Linked DNA regions of Mus musculus: region 1 is linked to region 2. Evidence: chromatin contacts called from public Micro-C data. All regions are on one chromosome and are shown on one strand. The core of a region is the stretch at or near the end of the contact, and the rest is flanking DNA. Distances in the headings are between cores, read along the strand shown.

Evidence for each region. A called contact is a pair of places that touch in the nucleus more often than the background predicts.
Region 1: a contact with region 2 is called in a Micro-C map of embryonic stem cells, with 1.8 times the contacts expected there. The contact joins the promoter of Dok2 here to the promoter of Phyhip in region 2. A contact is called at or near these places in 10 of 484 Hi-C or Micro-C datasets (the G1E-ER4 cell line, cardiomyocytes, embryonic stem cells and 4 more) and 2 of 115 datasets of contacts at active chromatin or transcription factors (embryonic stem cells and pancreatic cancer cells).

Annotation. Positions count from the first base shown.
Region 1 is chr14:70,770,977-70,776,703 of GRCm38.p6, reverse strand. Dok2 (docking protein 2) reads right to left here and starts at 2,323. Exons shown (of 5, transcript NM_010071.2): 1 at 2,195-2,323; 2 at 957-1,238; 3 at 633-720. The coding sequence starts at 2,266.
Region 2 is chr14:70,454,015-70,459,776 of GRCm38.p6, reverse strand. It overlaps Phyhip (phytanoyl-CoA hydroxylase interacting protein), which reads right to left and starts at 2,260. Exons shown (of 5, transcript NM_145981.3): 1 at 1,974-2,260.

The sequences.
Region 1 (5,727 bases), core at 1,074-3,573, 320 kb before region 2:
TGTGATCCCACCACAGATCTTAATGCCTAGGCTGCTGACCCCACCTCCTCCCCTGGAAGGCATTCTTCAGGCCCTCGGCCATACCACCCCAACCCTGTGCCCACATCCTTCCTGCCACTGCTGCCAGAGCCACAGCTTGGTTTTCTCCACACCATCCATCACTCCCCAAGACCCTGATGCTAAGCCCCAGGTGAAGCCTGCCCCTGCGACTCCCATAGCCAGTGCCCCTTCCCGTGGGTGGAGTGTAAACGGAAGAGTTTCTCTCCCACACCTCCGTGATGAGCCTAGAAAGCACAAAGAAAGCCAGAACTGGGCCTCCCTTATCAGCACCGCATTTCCCTATTCACAGGACGCCCTGCACTGCCAAACAGACACGAAGCAATTCTCTCCTCCCACAATCACTTCACGCCCCACAAAGAGAGAGTCAAACCGAGACCCTCAGCCTCAGTCAGGGCAGGCTGAGCCAAGGCAGACACTGGGGTAGGCCGGGTTCCAACGACCTTGAGCCACACCAAGAAGCCAGGAAGAGACGCTGATAAGCTGGGCCCAGGGTAACCACAAGGCAGGAAGACCACAAGCCAGCCCATGCCTCCTCCCTCCCGCACCATAGGCCCCTCAGCCCCAACTCTCACCTGTGGTGGAGCTGCTATACAACTCGTTCTCCTCCATGCAGGGACTGCCGCTCTTTTCCTCCAGTCCTGGTGACCCTTTCCTCTGTCCCTGAGGAGGCAGGTCCCGGGTCTTAGCACCAGAACCCACCCCAAGGCTCTCTGACATTCGCTTTCAGTGCACACCCAGCCAGCTGGTTCTGGGTGCACTTCAAACTGGGCTCCCTTAAGGAAGAACTCCCCTAAAAAAGAGTTTTGGTTCTTCTACCACCTGTCCACAGGAAGTATCTAAGTAACATCGCCCTCCCCTGGTGGCCGCCCTCCCCTGGGCCACTTTGTACCCCTCACCGGGAAAGCCAACAGGCAGATGGCCTGTATCCAGTCACTGCGCTCTGCCGAGGGGGCTGCCAGTAGGTACAGGCGCTCCTTGGTCTCCAGGATGAAGGCACTGGTGTCCCGGGGGCTGCTGGCCTCACTGCCTACCTCTGCTACCCGTAAGCAGTCACTGAGGCGGACAACCTTCCGAGTGGCCTCTCCTCGCCGTGTCTTCTCGGGGACATCCTGGAGCTCTAGTCTGGCTAGGGCACAGCCAGACTCTCCATATAACACGGCTGCGAACCGGCGCCACTTCTGAGCCCAGGTATGCCACGTAGAGGCCAAGTGGGAACCATCGGAGATGGAGAGATGGTCATGAAAGGGGAGAAGAGGAACTGTGGGAGAGGTAGAGGGGCTGGGGCAGCCACACAGGATGGGGAGAATGGCAAACATCACAGCCAGTCAGAGAGGCCCGAGAAGACAACAGAGACCATGGAATGACAGAGCTGACCAAGATCCGCAGGCTAGCCAAAGGCCACAGTAAATGTCCAATGGATGCAGAGTCCAGGAAGATGACAGGCCCATCAGCCAGGTAGTGGGAACAAAAGTCACTGAGCCCAGAGATGAACAGTGAGGGGAGAGTAGCCTAGACCAGGGACAAGTCTTCATTTCATAGGAAGGTTCTGGCTCCAAAATTTCCCACCTCCTCTCCTTTTTTGTCTCACTGATTAAGGAGTTGGACCATGAGAGACAAACAAAGAAACAGAGACCTAGACAGGGTGAGGTGGGTGTTGGGGTAAGCACAGCTGGGTAACAGCAGGAGGCAGAAGAGCTTCCCCTTCAAAGAGGCTAGGGAAGGAAGAGGTTGGAACACCCTGGGGCCACAGCTCAGTAGCAGTCAAAGGTGAGAGGGACCTCTGCTGTCATCCCAAACTGACTGGCCCCCAACTCTTCCTTCCGTACCCGCCCAAGGTACCCCCAAATTCAATACTGAGCAAGGGAACAAAAAGAGAGAGAGATAATGTCAGAATCTGCTTCCTCCCCCACAAGCAAGGACAAACAGCCCTCAGCAAAGAGCGATCCAGAGCCTGGTTTAGAAGGCAAGGCACGTTGAGAAGGCAGACATCTTCCCCAAGTAGTGTTCTTGTCTAAACTGGTGGAGCACATGGTCTCATAAGGGTCAGGGATATTAAGACACCCTTCTACCCGGGATAGTAACAGGGCCCTCCCCCAAGCTGCTCCGCCCAGCGAGAGCCCAGCCTTACTCTTACCTTGCCAAAGGTCTGCTGCTGCTGAAGATGCAGGAAGCCCTGCTTCACAGCTGGCTCCTCCATCCTGACCATCGCAGCTTCAGCTCCCCACTGCCATTGCCTCTGCCCTCTCTCTTCTCTCTTCTGGGCCTGTTCCCCCTTCTCTCTAGTTCATTTCCTCTCTGACTAGAGTTTTTCTACACTATTCTAGTCTGCTTGATGACGACAGGCTGATAGGCCCTGTGGTTTCTTGCTCTGTGTGCGCCTTTTTTTTTTTTTAAGTGCACTTCACGAGCAAGCTTCCTTCCTGCATTTCCAGTGAGTAACATGCAATTTCCAAAAAAAGCCAAATTTCACACTTCTGCAGAAGCTGGTGTGAAGGACTGAGCCATAAGAACAAAGAGACCCCAAAATCAAGTTGTTCAAGAAAGTCCGGGGTGAGGGCTCTACATTCAGGCAGGATGCTGAGTGTGTCAGGGCTGGAAAAGCCCTTTGGAATCAATCACCATAACCTACTCATTGAAAAGAGAAAACTGGGGCTGGAGAGGTGGCTCAGCGGTTAAGAGCACTGACTGCTCCTCCAGAGGTCCTGAGTTCAAATCCCAGCAACCACATGGTGGCTCTGTAATGGGGTCTGATGACCTCTTCTGATGTTCCTGAACGGAGCAATGTACACGTACTCATATGCATAAAATAAGTAAATAAATCTTGAAAGAAAGAAAAAAGAAAGAAAGAGAGAAAGAAAGAGAGAAAAAAAGAAAAGAAAAGAAAAGTAAAGAAAAGAAAAGAAAAAAAAAGAAAAGGAGATAGAGATGGTCTGAAGGGCCTATAAGGCTAACACCCAGAACCCAAGTCTCCCAGCTCAAGCAAAGATGAGCCATATACTGGGTAAATTACAGATAGATAAAACATGTGTGTGTGTGTGTGTGTGTGTGCACGCACACACACACAACACGCACCAGTCCCATTGTATGAAAGTATTTCCTGCCTGCCAAAAACACATACAATACACAAGTCTGTGGTGAATCTAGCAATAAGAACAACATACAATACACAAGTCTGTGGTGAATCTAGAAATAAGAACATTCTCTCTAGAAAAAGATTTCCTCCCCAAGTCTAACTCAGCTGTTGGCTTCCTTCCTCACTTGGGTTCAAGTGGGACTTACCTTAAACTGTGGGAACTTCAGAACTTCCAATTCTTCTATGCGTGCCAAGCCTGGTGTAGCACTGGTGGAGACAGAGCGACATGTAGCCCCTGGTGTGAGCCTCCACAAGTGTCAATGGCTGCTGTGAGAGGGAGACTTGTTTGTGTAGTGCATATTTTCACTCTGAGGAATGTCCTCTGTTTCAATGTTAATGACTCCATGCTAATCAGAGACAGCGTGAGTCCAGGAAGCGAAAGTGAGGCCTGGAGGCAAAGGTGAGGTGGCTATGTCTCCAGAAAAATGGTAAATGCTGAGACTTTCAGGACAGCCCTTGAGGCTATGGGAAAGAACTCTAAATACATGAGTTCAGTATATATATATATATAGTTTCTCAACTATGCAAAATATAGGGATGCGATATGAATTACAAGGAATGAATTCATGAATCTAAAGGAATAAAGGCAGCCACACTATGAGTCAGCTTATCAGGCAGATTCCTGAGCTCCAGGTCAGCCTAGGACAGAGGGAGGTTAGGCCCAGGTGTGGTCAGGGCAGTGTCTCACCTAACTCTCTTATTGTCTGTTCTTAACAAAGGTCTGTCTAGACCTCTGAATTCTTTTGCAATATTAAGAAAAAAAAATGTATGTTTGCTGTCTCCTAAGAATCAAAGGTCTGGGGTCATGGGATGTATACTTGATTATCCTACGAGATAATTGAAAGGGAAACCTGGAGTAAATGACTGGAGTAATATGTAAAATAAAAGACTGGACCTGTGCTCTTCAGGAAATAAATGAATGAGCTATCCAGAGAATTTTTTAGGAAAAAAAAAGTGAACTACTTGGAGAACAGACAGACATGCACACACAGAGACACAGAGACAGATAGACAGACAACACACACACAAGGAGGCAGGACATAGACAGAGAAATCTCTTAGAATAGCAAGCAAGCAGAACAGAGATCTCCAGAGAGAAAGCAGACAGACAAAGAGAGAGACAGACTGGAAAAGCTTTATCAAGCAGAACATAGCTCGGACCCACGATTTGACTTCAAGTCGTTCTTTCCACTGCTCCCAGAAACCCATTCTCTCAGAACCCCTCTCCATGCCGAGGCTGGTCCTTGCCATCTACTGTCTCACCAGTCACGTTTTATTCTCTGACAAAGGTGGGGACGAGGGGGACATAAGCATACCTGCTTGCAACTTTCCTGAGATCACAGAACTGTTAGGGGTGGATGGGTAGGCCATTAATGCAATGGGGTTTTGGTTTGTTCGTTTGTTTCATTGGTTGGTTTTTGATCTTTTGAGACGGAGTCCTATGTTTCACGGGCTAGTCTCCAATACATGTGCCATCATACCTAGCTAGTACAACTTTTTTTAATCGTGTGTGTGTGTGTGAGAGAGAGAGGGGGGGGGGAGAAAGAGGGAGAGAGAGAGAGAGAGAAACAAGCATACCCGTGGAAGTCAGAGACCAACCTCAGGTATCCCTCCTCACCTCCCATCCTGTTTGAGACAGGATCTCGTTTGCGTTCCCATAAGTCAAAGTAGCTGGCCCATGAAAGGCAGCTCCTGGAAAGTCTCCTGCATCTGCCTCCCACCACGCCTGCTGTGATTGAAGGTGCTACTATGATATTGACTTACATAAACTCTGGAGATCTGAACTCAGGTCCTCAGACTTGCATCGCAAGCCATTTAGCCACGGACTCATCTTCCCAGATCTGTAACGAAACTTCTCTCAGGCGCCAATCAGAATGCAGATGCCATGCAGAAAGAGAATCTCTTCTGGGAAAAGCCATGTTCCATGGAAATTTTCACCTTAGAGCCAGATGACCTGAAGAAGCAGCCTGGAATAGTTGGGAAAACTGTGGACCAGGCCATACTCCTGGGAGCAATCCTATGAAGGATTTATATAACTTAGCCCATTTCTTCTACTGAGACGTGGTTCAAGCCTTCTGCTGTAGATGCCGGGTATAGACCAAAACAGCTTGGAAAGGTGAACACAAAAGCTCTGGGGTTTGGAGCTGTGTCAGCCCAGCTCACCTCACCCTTGCTGCCAGGATTTTAGCAAGTTGGGTCAAACACTAAAGGAGAACCATGGAGTTGTGAGAGTACTGGCTTGGGAAGTGGCTAAGAGTATGAAGCAAGGCATAGCCTCCTCTGTCTCTAGAGCATCATAGATTCTTCATTTCTGAGTCCTTTTCACCTGGGAAATTTTACTTGAGCCCAGGTATATAAACCAGATATACAAATCAAGCTTTTACTGATAACCAATCATAAACTTACTTTTAAAAAAGTCTTTGGTGGGGGCTGGTGAGATGGCTCAGTCGGTTAGAGCACCCGACTGCTCTTCCGAAGGTCCAGAGTTCAAATCCCAGCAACCACATGGTGGCTCACAACCATCCGTAACGAGAT
Region 2 (5,762 bases), core at 1,011-3,510:
ATTAAGCATGCTTCAGTGCCTGGCACCACTACATTAACCTGTGGCCTGCCTGGGTGGTAGAACAGAGAGAAGCGAGGGGACCGTTGATGGCCTTACCTGCCCAGGTGGTCCTCAAAGTTCACTATTAACTCAGCTCCCCACCCTGTAGCCCAATGTCTCTGGTTTCATGCACAGGAAATCTATAGTCAGAGAATCATGGGAGTCTTACCAGGTCTTCACCAAACTGAGACAAATGGGATTGGCTATGTGGAAACAACCCCACAACAAGCAATCCTACCGTATAAAATTTGGGGAAGAGGTGTGGAGCAGCAAAGAGTTAACAAAGCCCTGGATACCGACAAGCTACCGACAAGTCGCTTCGGAGAGAGCTTTTTTGCACCCACGAACATGAATGCATACTCCCACCTCAGGACTTGAGAGTGGTTCCCACCCACATGGGATCCAGCCTACACCTGCCCCGAGCAGACACCTGTCCTGCCTTGATCCCTCCTCACTTCTGAGTCTTCCTAGAGACCAGGGTAGCTCTGGTGGTGGGTGGGTGGGTGGGTGGAGACTCCAGGCCAGGCCCTCACTCATCTCTTCTTCTCTCCCTTTTTGGGAGAGCTGCTCTCCACACCCTAGCCTAAGGTCTGTGAGAGTGGGGGCAGCTGGCACTACAAGGGCAGCCAGCCAGCATGGACGAAGGGTGGGTGTCAACCCAGCTTCTCTACACCCAGATGCCTAGGGAAGGGCAGCCGGTGAGGGACAGGTTGAGGCAGCACCCTAGGAACACCCACATTGCCATGTGAATCCACCCTAAGCAAGCATGTACATACCCCCACGCAGGCAGGCATGCACACATACACATGCGCAAGGGGTGCCCACATACCTCAGCATATGCCTTCGTAGACATCCTCATTCCTCCACACTCACCTACGCATAGATGTGCCCCCCCTCCACCTTGCACATTCTAAGAATGCCCCAGTATTTCCCCTTCGAGAGCTGTCGCCTTCATGCCAACCTGCCCGTGCTCACATCTATACATACCCACATGCATGTGTCCCTCATTGTCACAAGCCATATTTGAGGAAACGAGGAAGCCACGGGCACCAACACATATGCATGCCACTTCCCACAAGAGGACAGGCAACCCACATGGCTGCCTGTGCACACATGTATATCTGAGCGCCCGTCAATCCTTGCCTGGATTCTGGCATTGCCTTTTGTAGGTTCCAAGACACAGACTTTGAAAACATGTTTGCTCCTTGGCCACACTGGGTCAGCCTGATTCTTCACAGGCCAACAGGTTTGCACACCTACTCAAGTCTACCCACAGCCAGAGGTCTGTGCCACACTTCCCACCTACCCACCTCCTACTGCTTCAAAGTTGCCCCTCCCCACATAGAAACAGCCTGGTTGCTACAGTACTCCCTCAACATGTACTCCCACCCACATGACAAGTGACATGTCCACCCCCTAAAAATACTGGCTCTTGGGGCCCCTGCCACATATACCCACAGGCTACTCGGATAAATGCTGCCCCCGCACACATGTACCTCACGCGGAAAAATGTTCTGAAACATGCTACAAGCCGGTCAGAAACCCTAAAGGAATCTAACTGCGTAGAGACAGACCTATCTACGCAAGCTAGCCTCCAGCCTCCTCCCAACCATGCAGACACGTTGTACACACCGGGCCCCCTTCCCCAAGCCCATTTCAAAAAGCTACTGGCATGCCAGAGGGAAGGCTCCCCCACCCGGCTGAACCTTTTGGCTTTGCCGACTGCGCAGAATGGTCACGGGGTAACTAACTGTGTCGCCCCGGAGACCAGATCCAGCTGTTAAGCTCTTTGCCAAGGACTTAGGGGAAAGGGGACAAGGTCGCCAGGCCTGGCAACCCAGGTGGACAGCCAGGACAGTGGCGAGACCCTGGTGGCCGCAGCTCTTAACCTCCCAGAATAGGCAGGATGGTTTGGGGGGGAGAAGCGCACTTACCTGGCTTCAGCCGGCCCTGCAGAGGGATACTTGGAAGAGAAGGAAGGGAGAGACTCTGTGTAGATAGATGATGATCTCTCCAGGCAGGGGACAGCAGCCTGACGCCTGGGGTCACAGGCAGCGGGGCTCGCTCGCTCCTCTCTGGGCTACTGGGAAGTCGGCTTCCATGCCCCACAGGCAGCGCCTGTCTGGCTCTGCAGCTATAGCTACTGCTCCCGGCAAGAAAACGGCGGCGTTGCTGGGAACCCAGCGAGTAAGCGCGCAAGAAGAGAGGCAAGAGCGAAATCAAAGCAGCGTGGAGGAGAGAGAGGCAGAGAAATCGAGAAGGAACAGGAGAGCCAGACCGAATCTGGCTCCACCAATGGGATCAGTGGCTGCTCAGCGTCAGGTGATAACAAGCAAGCTTGGTCCCTGCTCGCCCAGGCTTGTGGGAGGGGGAAAGGGCAGAGGGTCCCCTGGGAGCTATACAGATGTCCTTGGAGGCAGCAGCTGTAGCTTCTGCCACCTTTCCCCCATTCTTCCAGGGCAAGATGCCTCCTGAAGTCCGTTCAACACACCTCCTACTTGGAATTCAGCCCCCAAACTTTAAGGTGCTCAGAGAGGGGTGGAGCTTAACCCACGGGCTCAGGAGGCTGGGTAAGGGAAGGGTCTCAAAAGAAGTGTCAGAGCTGGGGTTGGTGGGACCTTATCCTCAGTCTAGGTGTCTCCTGGGAGACCTTCACTGATGCACCGCACAATTTTCTTACCAACTCTTATCAAGAGAAACCAGCCCAGCAGCTTTAGAGACTCTGGAGTGTCCAAGGAGAATCTTCTAGCAGCTTAAGAGTCCCTAAGTAAAGGAGTGGGAGAGAGGCGTTGTAAAATAGGGAGGGATGCACAGAGGCAAGAATGTGGAGGGTGGAAGGATACACAGAGCTTTGAGTGTTCTCATCCCAACCACCCTCCAGGCTCAGGCCAGCAAAGCCCTGAGATTGCAGTCAGAAAGGACCATCAGCCGGAGGCTTGTCTACAACCTAGAACTGAGGGCGGTTGGAGTCCCCTCCCCCCCCCCCCCAAAAAAAAAAAAAACTCAAGGGAATTTGATGGAAGCAACAGTGACCAAGAGACAATACAATGATAAAAAGGACAGTTTTTGTAATCTGATGGAGATAGGAACAATTTCATCTCTATAGTTTTCCAGCTAGGTGACCTCGGTCAGCGACTGTCTCATTTGTGAAGTGGGCTGATAATACAAGTTTATTGTTATCGTGGAATGAGATCATTATGTAAATCACTTAGCTCTGGGCTTGGCACCTGAGAAATGTCAGGCAAGTAGTAAGAGTTGCTATCTTTCTCATGGTGACAGTCTCTGCCCCTGCAAAGAGTCTGCAGACTTCTAAGGAGTAGGAGAGACATTTGGAGGATACACGGAAGAAAATAAGGAGCCTCTGGTTGACCCCTCTGTACCTACTGATACAACCAAGGACCACAAATATGTTTTAGGGGCTGGGGAGATGGCTCAGAAGAACACTTGCAAAGAACTCAAGTTCTAGTCCCAGCTCAGAACCATCTTTAACTCCAGCTCAAGGGCATCCCATTGTCCCTTTCTGGTCCCTGCTGACACTGTACCCATGTGGTGCTGTTGTATAACAGTTTCCTCCAGGATTGAAACATTCCATCCTGCAGGGAAGCTCCTTAAGCAGGAAGGTAACCAACTCAAAATAGATTCAGGAAGTCCCTGAAACTGACCAGAATCACTGCGCCCCCTTGACCAGAATCACTCTCTCTACCAGAGTAAGCAATAATAGCCTGAGACTCCCTCTCAGAGGAGCAAGGCTGAGCTGCAAAGAAGACTCTCTGACAAACCAAGAAGACTCTGAAACCAAATCAGTTCCCTGGGAAAAACAAAAAATAGAAACTAGCTGGACAGCTGGGAAGAGGTTTAGACCATCTGAGAAACGTGGAAAAGATACCCTCTAACCTGCTGGGCAGCCTGCAGGCTGTGCAGTGTGCTCCAGGTTCCTGGCTTTGAGAGCTGTCACCCATGTTGGGGGTGGGCTTTCTGTTGGGGTGGGCTTTGGAGATGCAGCAGTCTTTGAGTCTTTTCTGCTCCATTAAGTAAGCCCTCACCCATAATCCTGTAAGTAACCCCAATAAAACCCATTGCTTTACCAAGTTGGGCTTTGGAGGTTTCTGTACCTTGGTCTATCATGGGCTCCCTATCTAGGGTAAGAAAATGTGTGTGTTCTCTCTCTCTCCAGGAAAAGTTTTGTCACACAACATGTGCATTGACATACATGCAGGCAAAACACCCATACACACACACAATAAAATAAAATTTAGAACTTTTTCGTCTGATGGACAGTGGTAGCACACATTTGTGATCCCAGCACTTGGGAGGTAGAGGCAGCCAAGTCACTGAGTTTGAGTCTAGCCTGGTATATAGAGCAAGTTCTAGGACAGCCAGGGATACCCAGAGCAACCCTATCTTGAAACAAACAAACAACAAAACCTTTTTTTTTTCCCATATTGAATTTGTAGTGCTAGGGATTTTGCTCAGTTGGTAGAGTACTTGAATACTGCACAGAATGTACCAAGTTCACACCAGGAGTGGCACTGCGTGCATGTAATCTAGTGCTAGGGAGGTAGAGACAGAAGAAAATCAAGAAATTCAAGATTATCCTTAGCTACATAGGGAGTTTGAAGCTAGCCTGAGCTATGTAAAATTTAATTGTGTTTGTGTTAAACATGTACAGACTTTTCGTTTTATTTCTTAAACCTCATGTAGTTTTTAGATTGTATTAGGTATTAGTAAATTATGGAAGATACACATAAGCTGCATACAGATTCCATACCAGTTGTTGTATAAAATACTTGAATATCCTCTGGGTTGGTATCTGTGGAGATGTTGAATCCAAGTCCATTGGTGCTTAGAGATGGTGTCCGGCAAAGTTCTGGGTACAGAGCAGGAAGAAAGGTCAACACCCACAGAGGAGATGGCAAAGGAGAAGGGGTAAGGGATGGAGAGGGGGTGATGGGGACAGTGGATGACAGGACTGAGGACCTCAATGCAGAAAGCACGAGCTGAGCATCAAGGAACTTGTATGGAGAGCAATGTGGGGTCTGTGAATCCTGGCAGTGTCTATGACAAGCAGAAGCCAGCCTGCCTTAAATGGGCGTGAGAACCTGAGCGAGTCTGGTCAGATCATGAACCACAGAATGTGGAGTGGTGTGTCACACAGGCAGGATTAAGCACCCCTTCGGCCAAACGCAAGGGCCCGGCCCCTCACACACCCACACTGAGATGTTGAAACTCAGAAGAGATTTGAGACATCACCACCCAGTCAGGAACAGTTTCAGTTGTCTAGCCTAAAACCCTAAGACCAATCTGAAGGGCAGCACAGGGGAAAGGAAAGATTCTCTGTGACTCAGTTTCTCTTCCTGAAACAGGAAGAGTCCTGAACTATCTATGCTTCTCACCCTTTCAAGGTGGCACATGAAGTCCGCCAGGGATCGTGAGCTACGGTGGGGGATGGGGTGGGTTAGCAGCCGCATGAATGACCCTTTGTGCAGCTGTGTGCCCGTGAGCCAGACGAGCAGGTGAGGACACAACCCTCTGTGTCATGCCTCTTCTTGCCTCAAAGGACTCCTCTCAGAACAGGAGGGAAACTCATGGTCAGAACAAAGCAAAGCCAAGTATAACTAGCTACACATAGAAAAACTATCAGCCAACCAAGCGTATGCAGTGCTACGTTGGTTCTGTTTGGTCTTCTTGTTGTTTTTAGACAAGGTTTCACTATGAAGTCTATG